Regions from separate parts of the Mus musculus genome. Here regions 1 and 3 are each linked to region 2. Evidence: chromatin contacts called from public promoter capture Hi-C data. All regions are on one chromosome and are shown on one strand. The core of a region is the stretch at or near the end of the contact, and the rest is flanking DNA. Distances in the headings are between cores, read along the strand shown.

Region 1 (4,783 bases), core at 1,600-4,099, 290 kb after region 2:
CAGCAAAGTCAGCAAACCTGACCCTTCTGTCCCTGTTCCCCTCAAAGCCGGGGTTACAGGCATGATACAGATGCCTGGCTTATTGTGAGGGTGCTGGTACCCTAACTGTGGTCCTCATAATTGCATAGCAGGGGCTCTTAAGTCTCTGAGCCCCGCTTTGTTGTGACCCAGGGTTTCCCACTGTGACAGCTGGCCAGTGAGGCCACAGGGCGTCCCGTCCACCTCCCCGTATGGGGATCACTGGCTTACACCACTGTACTCCTTGTTATGGGTTCTGGAGGCGGAACTTACTTATTTGCGCTTCTGCAGCACATGCCTCCTGAACCCTCCAGACTCCTCCTTCAGCAGAGAATTTAATCACTTGGCTTGTTCTTGTGACCGCTTGTGGGTGACCCAGGTTCAGATATAAGCTTGGGGCTCACCCACCCATACAATAGCAAGGCTGGTTTAGCAGACTCTCTCCTGTCCTGTCACCTTTTGTGACAAGAACTGTTCACAGGCTGGCCTTCGAGACGTGCCCTCACATAGTCCTGTCACTGTCTCTATTGAGCAAATCAAGCTATCAAATACAAGGTGGATTGTGTACAGGAGCTGGGCTTCCAGTGGGGCACACAAACCTCCCATCGTCTACCTGCCCTGAGGAATGTGCCCTGAGGGCTCAGGCTGGCCAGGCTCCTGGGAGAGACCCCCAACTCACTCTTCCACCAGCCACCCCTTCCATGTAACACGGAATCAGCCAGGCTTCTCTCTCCTCCAGTGGAACCCCGGTATGTAGCTCCCAAAGCCTGAAGCGCCCTCCCGGGCTTCCATCCTCAACGCTGGGGTCCTGGCAGGAGCCTTTATCTGGGGCCTTTTCTCCCACCGGTGAGTATTTCCTTTCCTCCCGGCTCCCCAGGACAGAATAACTATCTGGGAGCAGAAGGCATTAAGGCGTTAGGTAAACTCCAGTGTTCCCAGCCAGAGGGGGCTCCCTCTCAGGACATCCACGCACTGCCACCGAGGCAGCCCCAGGGGACTCAGACCTAGGTGCCCCATGCCAAAGCCATATTCTTAACCACAAGTTTGCACTGACCCTGAGAACAAGGCACTACCATTTCAATCCACAAGCCTCCCATGTTTGTAGAAACTCTGAGGAGGCAGAGCTGGCTGCCCTCCTCTCCTTTGGGCAGGTGCCGTACCCTGTGGAGGGTCCCAGGGCCCCGTGTGCTCATCTTCACAGGCTGGACACCAGTCGATGCCGGGCTGTGGCTGTGGCTGGTGCACCTTGGCTCCCCACTTCTTTATCTGCTGTGGCCCTGTGGCCTTCAGTTCCCGAGTGCCTTGGGACTGGCCAGCATCATTCTGCCCATTCCACGCTAAGCAGGCATCCCAGAAGCTTTCCCTCTTTCTCCTGCCCTGGAGCAGGAGGGGCCTGAACCTCACCCTATCACTTTCAGTGGCTGAGTGGACCACAGCCCGCGGGAGGGCTGTTACCATGACAATCATGGGTCGTACTTACAGCACAGGCCAGATGGCCTTGGCTGGCCTGGCCTTTGCCCTGCAGGACAGGTGAGACCTCAGCTGACTATGTCCACCCCCTTCTTGGCCACCTGCCTGCTGTCCTGGTCAGTGCAGAATAAGGCCTCTTTTCATGGGAGACCTGTTGGGGTCTCTTTATCTCACCATCTAGCTGGCCACACCCCACTGGGAACCACAGGAAGGCAGTGACACTCACCATTTGTGAATGTTCCATCCAGAAGCCTGTGATCCCTGCCAAGTGGGGACCTGAAGTGGAAACTTGTCAGTTGCGTCAGATGGTGTTTTGCAGGGGCAGACTCGTGAAGGAATGTTCTTCTGAAGTGGACACAGGTGAAAGGATGTTCTGCTAATAAGGCAAGCATGTGAAAGGACACGTGATGAAGGATTGTTCACTAATGACACCTTACAGTGCATAGTTGAGCTGCATCTGTCAGGACCCCATAGAGAGAAATGTACCAAAAACCTTCTGATGGTGTGCTGAGGCTTCTTGCTTCCAAGGTTCAATTGGCAGAGTGACATCAGCTAAGACAGACTCGTGTTGCTGAGGCAAGATCCATGGAAGACATGTGATGTTTGGAGGGAGTATAAATAGGGCTCAGCAGACTGTGAGAGGGCTTGCTTGTAGAGGTAGCTGTACGACGCTTCTTGGTCTTGTGTCTTCGCTGATCTTCACTTCACTGAGAGACACAGCCAAGAACTTTTCCTGGAGTCCTGTTGGTACCTCCTGCTGACTCGAGCTGAGGCTGAGGCCTGGCTGTCTCTGCTAGGTCATGTCACCGCTGCTGATTCATGTTTGCTATCCTGAACTCTATTGAATTGGACTGCTGGTGTACCTGTGAAGTGTTCATGAGTGGATCAAGCTGCTGCCGCCTGCTAACCTGTAAACTGAACTGCCAATTTCCAGACAACACAGGAGTTGCTCCAGAGAATCTTTCTAAGCAGGTCCACTCCCCCTGTATCCTTTCTTTCCTACTACCTCTGGTGGGTGGTGGGAGGTCAAAGTGTTTAAGAACCGTCATTAGAAGTAGGCTTTGAAAAAATTAAAGTTACAGGGACCACACAGCATTGACTTGAGAGGGGGCATTACCAACACTTAAAACCAGGAGTTAAAAACAGAAACAAGCAATACTTTCATCTTTTATCGGAAAATGAGAAGGTTCTGGGTCCTACCACCTTCTCCATCACATCATCTCTACCATCCCCCCACCATCATCACCATGTTCCCCCTTATAATTCCCAACCTTCCCATCATCCCCACCATCACCACCACCGTTGCCATGCCCACCATTCCCACCATCAGCACCATCACTAGTATCCTCACTATCACTGCCCATCACAATATCTCTGTTACCACCTGTCTCGCCTCGGATCACAGCCAGTGTGTCTCCCACGTGCCTCATAGAACCCTTGATGTCTCCAGGGAAATGAGTCTGTTACTTGAGGCTAGCTATTTTAAGAAAACATGTGGCAGATATTCTGCAGAGGACAGAAGACACAGAACTCTGTGAAGACACCAGGAGAGCTATCAGAAACAGGCCAGCTAGCAGGGCCCAAGGTGAAGAGGACCAAACAAGCCCTTGGAGAACAGTAAGGGGCCAGCCTAGCCAGGGTGGGCATGCCATGGTGCCAGCCATCAGGGTGGAGAAGGAAGGTTAGGGCTTTGTGTAGCAAGCGACTCGTGGCTGCTCCTCATCCAGTTGGGAAGCCAGGCCTTGCTCTACCCATGAGGTGACAAGTGCTGACTGTCTCCTTACAAGCCATTTCACAGATGGGAAAAGTAAGTCCCAGGGGCGCGAGTAGTTGCTGGAGGGAAACTGAGCTTGAACTTTGGCCAAACAGCTTCCTGTTCCCCTTCCATCACCCACCATGCCCTGCACAGAGAGGCCCTGCCTTAGAGAAGCTTTGGCGATTAGCACATGCCCCTGTAAGCACGCTGAGTTGGCAGTGACATCCAACGGAACCTCTGAAGAATGAAGCTCCGGCTTGCCTGGAACCTGGTCTTCATTAACACCAAAGCTGGGGCTGGGAGGGTGGCGCAGTGGGTAGAGCTCCTGTCTATCATGCAGAAAACCCTGGGTTCAATCCCCAGCACCACAGAAAACAGGATACAGTAGGCTAGCCTGGGCTACATGAGCTCATCTCAGAAACCAAAAGCCGAAAAAGCCCCAAGATCTAAGAAGGAAAATCATTTGTTTTGCACTATAGTTAACCACCTATAGGTTATAATCACAAATAATACATCTCTGAACAAAAAGAATGAGATCAAATACTTTTTTTGCAATCTTTCATTTTTAGGGTTTTTCCCCCTCCCTCTTCTTGATAAATTAGAAGGAAGCCAACATCCAGAGCCCACCCCCACCCCCACCACCAACCTCTTCAAGGCTTCCTGGCTCTCCCAGGGACCACAGAGTATCTTTTGTTATTCAAATCAGAAGCTTTGAAGTTCTAACCCTGCCATTACCCACAACTCTCTGTTGTTCTCTCCGAAGGTTCCAGATCCTTTCCAGTCCTCCTCAGTCAGTGTTCACACACGTCTGAAACACGGGAGGATGTCACACGGGGCTTTGCCTCTGCAGCCCTGGCCCGGGCTGGGTCTACCTGGCAAAGCCATCAGTGCCTTTTTGATGGGGGTAGGGACTGACTTTTAGAATGGTGTGGAATAACTTTCTCTTGTGGTCAATGTTAAATCCAAGCACCGTGGAGTTGGGGGATGTGGCCACACTGTCCTTGATAGGGACTGAGTCAGGGAGCCTGGGAGGTCCTCCAGGCCCCTGTGGGTCTGCCCTGGGATGCTGTCCCCAGCTGGGAGACATGCTTTCAGAAGCAGAGGCATAAAACCTTTTGAGGTCCCTCTGCTGTGGACAAGCCTGACTGTGGGAGGGGTGTCCTGCATTCAGTACGCCGCCTTATGTCACTAGCTAAGTCTGACAGGCAGGACACTGAGCTGGCAGTGGCCTCCAGGCAGCCAGTGTGAGATGCTGCATGCTGCAGCATACACCTAACTGTGACTCTGCCCGAAGCTCCTCCTTAATGTTGTTCTGCTATGGCCTGGCCCTAGACCCACGAAGCTCAGGCAGGGACATCTTCCTCTTGCAGAGCCTCTTTGGTGCAGTGGACTTACAAGGCCAAGCCACAACCACCCCATTGCCCAGGTGCTGGGCCACCGCATGACCCTGGTGGACTCCACTTGGGCTACGGCCATAGTACTGCCTGGCCTGTGACCACTGCAAAGCCCCTGAGCATTTTTCTGAAGAGGAAACTGGAG
Region 2 (4,738 bases), core at 2,076-4,575:
GTCTGGTTACAGTCATGCGCCACAAGGGTCCTGCTTTTCAAATAATTTTTAAAATTATTGTCTCAAGGTTTATTGCTGTAATAAAACACCACTACCTAAAAAAGCAAACGTGGGGAAGAAAGGACTTATTTCATCTTACAGTTTGTAGTTCATCATCCAGGGAAGTCAGGGCAGGAACTCAAGGCAGACACCTGAAGGCAGGAACTGAAGCAGAGGCCATGGAGAAACACTGCTGACTGGCTTATATGTTCAGCCTGTTTTCTTAGGCCACAGAAGCCCAGGGGTGGCAGTGTTTACCCACAGGCCAGTCTGGTGGGGACATTTTCTCAACTGAGGTTCTCTCTTTCAAAACGACTCTAGTTGGTGTCAAATGGACATAAAAGCAGCTAGTATAATCATGCATATGTATATGAAAATGTTTAAAGGATGACTCAAGCCAAGGGAGGGACCCCTGACTGCCGCCCTGCAGGACTCCCACTCTATCTAATAGCTCCCTGGGACTTGCAGGATGTCTGTGCCAAGCGAAGGACGCCCTCCCCTGACTCAGCGGTCTGTAGACAAAGTGGAGGTGCAGCCAGGCTTGTCTAGGTAGAGGAAGTAAAAGCAATCAGGATATGGTCTCTGCTTCAGGGCTCAAGAAGGGTGTGGCACAGAATTGAGCAAGACAGGGGCCTCCTTCTGCCACGGTGGAGGTGAGCCCCGGTTACCATGTCAGGCCAGGATAGCAGCACTTCCAGGAATCCCTGGACTGAAATTGTTGGAGGAGGCAAGTGGGGACAAGACTCAGGAGGCCTGGAGCCAACACCCCCTGGGTATTACTAGGAAGGCCCAGGGCACAGCTGCATCATATGAACCCCACCTTGTGAGCTGCTCAGCACTTCTTGACCCAATTTCCTTCTTTCTCAGACGTTGCTCTCCCACTGCTGGCCAGCCCCAGCTCTCCTTAAGTAGATGTCCCTTGCTCCTTATCCTCTGGCCTTGCTGCCCTCTGCTACTAACTTCATAGCTGTTTGACCTTAGGCAAGTTTCTTAACATCCCTATGTCTCAAGTGTTTTTCTCTATAAGATGAGAAATATTCCATAGATTTTATTTTGCTCACATTACTTATAACCATGCACTTATTATCCATGCCAAGGTCGTGCGAAGCCTGTGTATGGTCTAACTTCTATTACTTCTATTACTTTACTTTTTGGTTACATTTGTGTATGGGGGCCCATATGCCACCATGAGTGTGTGAACACCAGAGGACAGCTTGCAGTTGCAGGAGTTGTTTCTCCCCTTCTACTGTGTGGGTTCTGGTGAGTGAACTCAATTGTCAGCCTTCGAGGCCTTAGATGTAGCTGAGACAGGCCTTGAAATTTTGATCCTCCTGCTTCAGCCTCCTGAGTGCTGGGATTACAGACATGTGCCGCCACAGCTCCATTGCTGTTTTTATTACCTCATACTACATCAGCTTTAAGATGTCATTTAAGTATGATAAAAAAAGACCACTAAAGAAAGGTTAACCGTGTCTGAGGCACTTCATTGCTAGGACTTTTATATTAAATTTCCCAGAAGATCTGCTTCCTGCTTAGATTCAGGTTCACATCATATATAATTTACACACAGAGACACATACACATACACACACAGACACAAACACACACACAAACACAAACACACACACATACACACATGCACACACATACACAATACACAAATACACATACACACACAAACACACATACACACACACACACACACACACACACACACACACACACACACACACACACACGATGGTAGGATCAAAAGGAATTGCTGAGTTCCGTGGCAGAATTCCCACACAGAGGCGACTCCTGAGATGGCTTCTGTTGTGAGTCCCTGTGTCTGTTTCCGGCAACCTCCCACTCTGGGACATCCCTCCTTCAAACAGTTTCCACCACCAGCTTGGGGACCTGAAAACCAGGGTCAGGTCCCTCCCTCTGGTGCTCCCACCATTTGGGTTGTGGGTTCAGAGTGCTCCCTGAAAGACCTCAGAGTCCTCCTCTAAGCTCCTCAAGCCTTTCTCGGGAGTTGCTGCTGGGGCTTTGGAATTTTCTTGTGCCTGCAATGACAGCTGCATCAGGGCTGAAGCCAGCTGAAGGGCAACAGTACCTTGTCACCTGACTTTAGAAATGATGACCGAGACAGACAAGAAGACAAACACAAGTAGTTCCTGATCTATGCTTCTAGCTGCTGATTCCTTGGCTATCCTTCCCTCTCAGCAGGCTGCCTCCTGCCTCCTCTGGGAAGCCTTCCCTGACTGCCCTGTGAAAGCACTTAGTAGGACTACAGTGTCTTATTTCATGTGACTATTCTCTCTCTCTCTCTCTTTCTCTCTCTCTCTCTCCCTCTCTTCCTCTCTCTCTCTCTAACACAGGGTCTCTCTAAACAGGCCTAGATGTCCTAGAACTCCAGGCTGGCTTTGAACTCAGAGATCCACCTATCTCTTTCTCCTGAGTGCTGGGATTAAAGATGTGTGCCACCATGCCTGGCCAGCATCATCATTATTTTGGGAAACAGTCTCACTAAATTGGTTTAGCTGGTCTAGCATTCACTATAGGTAATCCAGGATGGCCTTGAATTCCTGATTCTCCTGTCTCTACCCTTCAAGGGGCTGGAATCACAGGCATGCATCTCTACTCCCGGTTATAAGGTACTAGAGATTGAACCCAGGGCCTTGTATATGTTAAGCAGGCCCTCTATGGACTGAGTCACATTCCCGGGTATTGTGTGCTTCCTTTTAAGGAGTTTACAGATGGGAAACTGAGTCTGGTAACTGCGGTTACTGGCCTTCCTCCATTTTCAGTGTAGTATTTACAAAGTCCAGGAGGGTCAGCGTCTACTCTCTCCTGGGGTTCAGAGGAGCTGGCTGGGACATGCAGCACCTGTAGCAGGCTTCAACAGCTGACAGATTGGCATGAGACTGAAGAAGGAGATACCAACAAATGAAGAACAAATTCAAGGCCATCCTGGACTACCTATAGTGAATGCTAGACCAGCCTATTGACTCCAAGGCAAGGCCAGAGCTCTTTTAGTGACGACAGAGTGCCAGGCTGAGGTCACTCTCTCTTGCCCACGAGAGAAAAGGTCTTCCCGTTATTCCCATGGAGTCAGGAACCCTGTAGGCCTCCCCTCAGCTAACTTACAGCTTTGTAGCTAGTCTTACCTTATCTGAGACCCAGGGAAGATGTGTGTGTGTGTTTGCGTGTATGTGCTGAGACACGATTCGCAGCCCTGCAGAACCCCGGAAGAAGGAAGCTGTACAGGGTCTGTGGCTGGGCCTCTGGGATCCCCCAGCCGGGGACTTCCTCTTCCTCTCAGAGCAGGTGTAGCTGCCACAGCGTGACAGGGACTACACCCTGACCCCCAACATGGAGGGGGCCAAGGGGCCCAGGCTCAGAGGCTTTCTGAGTGGGAGTCTGGCCACCTGGGTGAGGGTCAGGTGGGAGAGGAAGAGAGTGTGGGGCAGACTGAGGGCTGGGGGAGGAGGGGCTGGGTGTATAGCATCAGCAGGGGGGGGGGAGGGGAAGCTGGTCTGGGAACTGGGGCAGGAGGCATTCAGGGGCACTGGTGAAGTGTGTGTGTGTGTGTGGGGGGGTGGTAGTGGGAATCATAGAGTGTTTTGGGACAGATCAGGGACTCAGGATGAGTTTACTAGTTGGGGGTGGTGGTGGTGGGGAGTTTCTACCTGTTTAGCTGACTTCTATTTGTTTCCACAGGCACTGGGACTGGCTGGGCTGGTGGGGGAGGCAGAAGAATCAGCGGGGGGAACAGAGGAGGAGGAGGAGGAGGAGGAGGAAGAGGGGGCTCTTTGTACAGAGAAGAGATTCCTGCGGCTGATCGATGGAGCCTTACTCCTTCGGGTGCTGGGCATCATGTAAGTGACATGGGGAAGTTGAGTTGGGGGGGGGGCTGTGAATAGTAGGAGGAGTCTGAGGGTGGAGGGCAAGGCCTGTCTGGGTTGTGGGGAGGTCCTCAAGCCAACCTCTCACCCATGTTCCCTGGGTGATCATAGTGCTCCCAGTTCCCGAGGAGGACTTCGAATGGTCAGGGGCCGTGATGGTCCTGCAGCCTGTCGGATGTGGAACCTCTGTCATCTATGGGGGCGACTGAGGGATTTTTACCAGGTAAAACATTGGGAAGGCCAGACAGGAGGCCCAGCAGCCCCTGTGAAGGTGTCTTTCTTAGTGTTGGCCTATTCTAGGAGGAGCTACAGCTGCTGATCCTATCACCACCTCCAGACCTCCAGACAATGGGGTGTGACCCCTTCTCAGGTGCTGCTTCCTACCCACCCTCTGTCCTCTGTCCCTGCCCCATGTCCCTATTTAACCCTTTGTGGCTTGTGCCCAGCAGAAGAGGCAGTGGACGAGCTGGAAAGCATCCTTCGGCTGTTGCTGGGGGCCTCAGTGCAGGTGAAGAGGGGACGGGAGAAGAGAATGGAGTTCTGACAGGAGGAGGGGCCTCTGTGTGCCAGCTTTGGGCCTTCTCTGTCCACCACAGTGTGAACACCGGGAGCTCTTCATCCGTCACATCCGGGGCCTCAGCCTTGACGTCCAGAGCGAGCTGGCTGGTGCAATCCAGGAGGTACTGACGGCAGCAATACAGTCCAGGGGCTTGATTGGGTTCATTTTCTCTGCCAGCTGAAGAATTAAATGGCAGGGAAAAATCTGAAGCGCAGCAGGTGGCAGCAGAGAGAGCTCTTGCACAGCAGAC
Region 3 (4,222 bases), core at 1,285-3,784, 470 kb after region 2:
AGTGCCCAGTGCCACCCAAGAGGCCCCGTTTTCTTTCCTGCCTCTCTCGGGGCTGCTGCCTTCATCAGATCCCCGGCACAGATATGCAGAGATGACTACCATCACTACCATCACACTGTGCTGTCGTGTGTCGAGAAAAGGGGCGTCAGGGTGGAGTGCAGCTGGAGGAGGGACATTTCATTCCTCCTTCCAGGGGTTGAACTTTGCCTGCTGTCCTGGATGACCCTGGCTGGCATCTCCCTGCTCTGACTGTGTGACTCCAGTAACTCCCCTGACCTTTCTGAGCCTCAGTGGCCTCCTTTGTAAAGTAGCAGGGGGTTCAGTTCCCTTCTGCCTCTTCCCCGTGTCATTTTCTCAGGCAGCTCCTCTTCCTTCCTGCCTCTCACCGAGTCCACCCTCTCCCCCACCAAGAACCTGTGGCCATGTTCATCCTTACCTGTGTGTCCACCCACTTGGCACCCTGGCTGGTGTGCTCCACTCGGCCATAGAAGTGCACAGGCAGCGTGAACTCTGGGCGGGCCTTCTCCCAGGGGTTGCCATAGCGAAGCCAGTCATCAGCTTCTTCCATCTAGAGGAGTGGGGGAGGACGTAGGTGACAGGAGCTCCAGGTACTCACGTACTGTGAGTAGTGGGCCACCCAGCAGGACACAGTGTGTTCACGGGACCACAGGGGTCCCCAGGCTTTGAAGCAGAAGGAAAGGATGTTCATCTGGGGAGCTGGGGTGGCTTCTGGACCCATCCAGAGATATATGACTGAATGGAGAACCTCTCTATTGTGACTAAGCACCACAAGGTTGGGGTCTGGGTGGCTTACCTGCCAGCCCCCACAGATCTTCTGATTAAAAATCCCAAACTCATAGCGGATCCCATAGCCATAGGCAGCGAGCCCCAGGGTGGCCATGGAGTCCAAAAAGCAAGCTAGGCGTAGAGAGGAGTGAGTATCAGGGATCCAGCGTGAGAAACTCCCCTGCCCCACCCCCACAAGCTATGGACTCACCTGCCAGGCGTCCCAGGCCCCCATTGCCCAACCCTGCATCCTCCTCGATCTCCTCCAACTCCTCCATGTCCAAGCCCAGCTAAGGGAAGGGGAGGCAGCCGTCAGGCCCAAGTGCCAGCATAAGACACCCCCCACCCAACCTTAAGTGCTTCCCCCACCTGGTAAGTGGCCTCATCACAGGCGTTCTCCAAGGCCAGGTTCACCATGGTGTTCTGCAGTGTCCGGCCCATGTAGAACTCCAAAGACAGGTAGTAGATCCTCTGCCCAGAGACAGGCAACGGGGAAGAGGGGTCAGGGCCACCCCACTGACATTCAGGCAGGAACAGCTGGGCCTGCACCTCTCACCCTCCTGCCCTACCGCCAGGCCCCAGAATGTCTCGTCTCTGTCAGCAGTTCTTGTCTGCCTGCTCAGAGTGGCTATTTCAGACTTTGGGGCCCAACAGAGGTGTTGGTCCCTGTGTTCCTTTGAAATGCCTTTCCATCTGGCTTGGTTTCTCTTCTAGAGAGTAAGGCTAGCCAGGCCTATCTCAGGGGTTAAGGTGCTTGTGAGAAGTGGGGACCCCTTTTGAGGTATTGAGAAGCAGCTTTGAGTGTTCCCCGAGAAGACCTTGCCAAGGCCCGGAGGAAAAAGTCATTTTCAAGGTCGCACAGTGACTCAGGGCTGGAACTGCCTTCTGTCCATGCAATGCTGCTCCCCCTCGTCCCTAAGCCTCAGTCCGGACACGAGCAGAAGCATGAAGATGCTGAAGGCACGGCCTTCCCATTTCCTGGGGCCCTCCCTGGCCCTCCCCGATCCTGGTTGTGGGGTTAAGTTCCTGACATTTACCAGTGACCCTGCCAGATACTTGATACCCACGACGCCAGCTGCCCCAGCTTTGCCCTGCCTGTGGCACAAGCAGACTGTACCGTGCACACATCTGATGACATGTCCTTCCATGCCAGGTCCAAATCAGGCCACAGGGGTATACATTTCCTGCCTACCAGCAGCCCCTCCAACCCTATCTAGCACGTGTAGCCTACCCCGAGCACCCTTGGGTCTCCCTCCTCAGTGTTCTGTCTAGCACCCTTAGATCCTGCAATCCCAAACTCCTAAAACAGCAAATGATTTTTCTGTAGAAAACTTGGGCCTCAGAAAGGAGCTGCCACATGCCTGAGATGTCTCAACTCTCTGCCAGGCCCAACTCCCTGCTAATTCCCACCCAGGGTGTCCCCTCCTGTAGCACCTTGGGGTCCTTTTCGTAGTAATGCTGCTGTGTGCGGATCCAGCGTCCCACGAGGTGGTCCCGGACAGTGTGGGCCAGTGCAAAATAGTAATCTCTCGGAGTAGCCACATTGCGATCCTTGACCAAGGTGAAATGCAGGTGGCGGTTGAAGTTCTTTTTTAGCTCCGACACATTTTCCACTCCGGCTAAGCCACGAACGCTGATTTGCTTTCTCTTATCCTGGTCTGAAAGAGGCCTGGACATGGCTGTGAGAGGGTGGGCCGAACTGGACAGATGATGGCCTCCTAGCTGCCTCCAACCAGGGAGTGGAGCTGCCCAGCTGTGAGGGGATTTAAAGCCTGGCTCAGGGCAGCATGCCACGCCTCCCCGGACGTGGGAGGGTCTTGGCCGTGAAGCTCAGGGAGCTATTTTGGGGGGAAGCAGAGAGGAGAGGAGGGAGGAACAAGCTCTCCACAGCCCAGAGAGGGGTGTGTTCACAGCTGACCCACTTCTTCCAGGTTTCCTAAGCCTTCTGGTCTTATCCACTGGCCCTTGGCTTTTGAAAGACTGGAACAGGGGGACCAATTTGGAAGGCCTGAGGCTTGCCTAACGCATTCTGGTTGAGACTTTGTCTAAGACATTATCCAATCTGGGACCTTTCTTGAGCTACAGATAAAAGGTGGGACTGGATTGGAGATCCTCTTTAGAGAGGCCAAAGGGCTGTCACAAATACAGGACACTTTCTCCTTTCCTCCGAGCAGCAGGGTTTGTGTGTGACATCTGCTTAGAGTACCACCAGTGGGGCATGACGAAGTGGCTATTAAGCTGGTCACAGCCACTTCTCACTGGGACATGGCTGCACTGAGACTTGGAGGTTGTGAGCATGGACAGCAGAGCCATAAGCTGAGTCTGTGTCCTAAACAGAGGCACTGCTAATACAGAAGAGGCTGGCAGCCGTGGAGGGAGACCAAGCCCCTGGGTTGCAGGGAGCACTGTGGGGAAGGAGAGATGTCTGGGGTGGGGGGAGAGCCACTGCTTTCACCCCACCCCCACCAACGCCTGGTGCTTCTGAGCTTCCCCCTGTCAGCTGTCCTTCAAGGAGCTCTGAAGTGACCTTTTCCAGAGGGGATGGTTGGTCGGGTTACAGGACAGCTTTGGCTGAGGCTGCAGCCTGAAGCAGGGGCTACTGGGAACTATAGTCCTGTGGTCTGCGGGGTGTGTGTGTGTGTGTTTGTGTGTGTGCGTGTGTGCCTCTGTGTGTGTGTGCCTCTGTGTGTGTGTGTGTGAAAGACAACAATCCCCAGGAGTTCATGACATGGGATAAATGGGGGTGTCACCAGCCCGGAATGCTACTTAGGAAGCTGATACAGTAGGACCATAAGTTCAAGTCTTCTATTTTTAGTTTTCATTTTGTTTATGTATGGTGTTTCAAGACAGAGTTTCTCTGTGTTGCCTTGGCTGTCCTGAAACTTGCTCTGTAGACCAGATTGGCTGCCAACTCAGAGATCTACCTGCCTCTGCCTCTCAGGTACTGGATTAAAGGTGTGCGCCATAATAGAGGGCTGAGACAATGCACTCAATTTCTACCATCACAAAACCCAACCAACTAACCAACTCCTGGATAATAGCGGGAGGCGACTAGAGGCTCTCTCTCCTGTTCTCACGCAGGCTCTACAGTGGGCAGGTATTTTGTGTTAGCTCTGTGACTTCAAGGAGCCTTGTCTGTCACTTTTCTCCACTCACCCACCGGTACTAGGCTCTCCCTTCTAGTCTTAGGCTGTCTCCATTGCAGCCCATGTACTGACCCCAGCACTATCTTGCTGTGTGTCCACAGGCTGATTGTTTGTATTCTTGAGTATTCTTGAATAAAATTTCTGCCTCATGAGCTGTTGCCTCCTAATTGTGGAGTGGAGGGAAGACAGACATTAGCTCCTGCTTCTTTGAGGGAACAGAGCTTAGGCTCTCAGGCTAATTCACAAGCTGGCTGTGCCTCCAGAGTAGCAGGCTGACTGAGGGGAAGGAC

The links. Promoter capture Hi-C pulls out the DNA fragments that hold promoters and counts their contacts.
Region 1: a promoter capture Hi-C map of pre-B cells shows a contact between it and region 2, with 2.3 times the contacts expected there. A contact is called at or near these places in 9 of 39 promoter capture datasets (the C10 cell line, cranial neural crest, embryonic stem cells and 6 more), 1 of 484 Hi-C or Micro-C datasets (nephron progenitors), 9 of 130 datasets of targeted methods (the 230-238 cell line, bone marrow-derived dendritic cells, bone marrow-derived macrophages and 6 more) and 2 of 9 other capture datasets (liver and pancreatic islet).
Region 3: a promoter capture Hi-C map of neural stem cells shows a contact between it and region 2. A contact is called at or near these places in 5 of 39 promoter capture datasets (the 3T3-L1 cell line, the C10 cell line, cranial neural crest and 2 more), 2 of 484 Hi-C or Micro-C datasets (Th1 cells and bone marrow-derived macrophages), 8 of 130 datasets of targeted methods (the NIH/3T3 cell line, acute myeloid leukemia, bone marrow-derived dendritic cells and 4 more) and 2 of 9 other capture datasets (embryonic stem cells and liver).

The regions. Positions count from the first base shown.
Region 1 is chr19:6,568,932-6,573,714 of GRCm38.p6, reverse strand. It overlaps Gm32245 (a long non-coding RNA gene), which reads right to left. Exons shown (of 3, transcript XR_879496.3): 2 at 1,715-2,351. Among named protein-coding and RNA genes, the nearest start is that of Gm32245, 4.2 kb to the right of the region's middle.
Region 2 is chr19:6,856,798-6,861,535 of GRCm38.p6, reverse strand. It overlaps Ccdc88b (coiled-coil domain containing 88B), which reads left to right and starts at 3,325. Exons shown (of 27, transcript NM_001081291.1): 1 at 3,325-3,456; 2 at 3,745-3,902; 3 at 4,041-4,152; 4 at 4,230-4,299; 5 at 4,379-4,437; 6 at 4,526-4,609. The coding sequence starts at 3,397.
Region 3 is chr19:6,382,720-6,386,941 of GRCm38.p6, reverse strand. It overlaps Pygm (muscle glycogen phosphorylase), which reads right to left and starts at 2,534. Exons shown (of 20, transcript NM_011224.2): 1 at 2,221-2,534; 2 at 1,156-1,257; 3 at 998-1,076; 4 at 815-918; 5 at 437-568. The coding sequence starts at 2,463.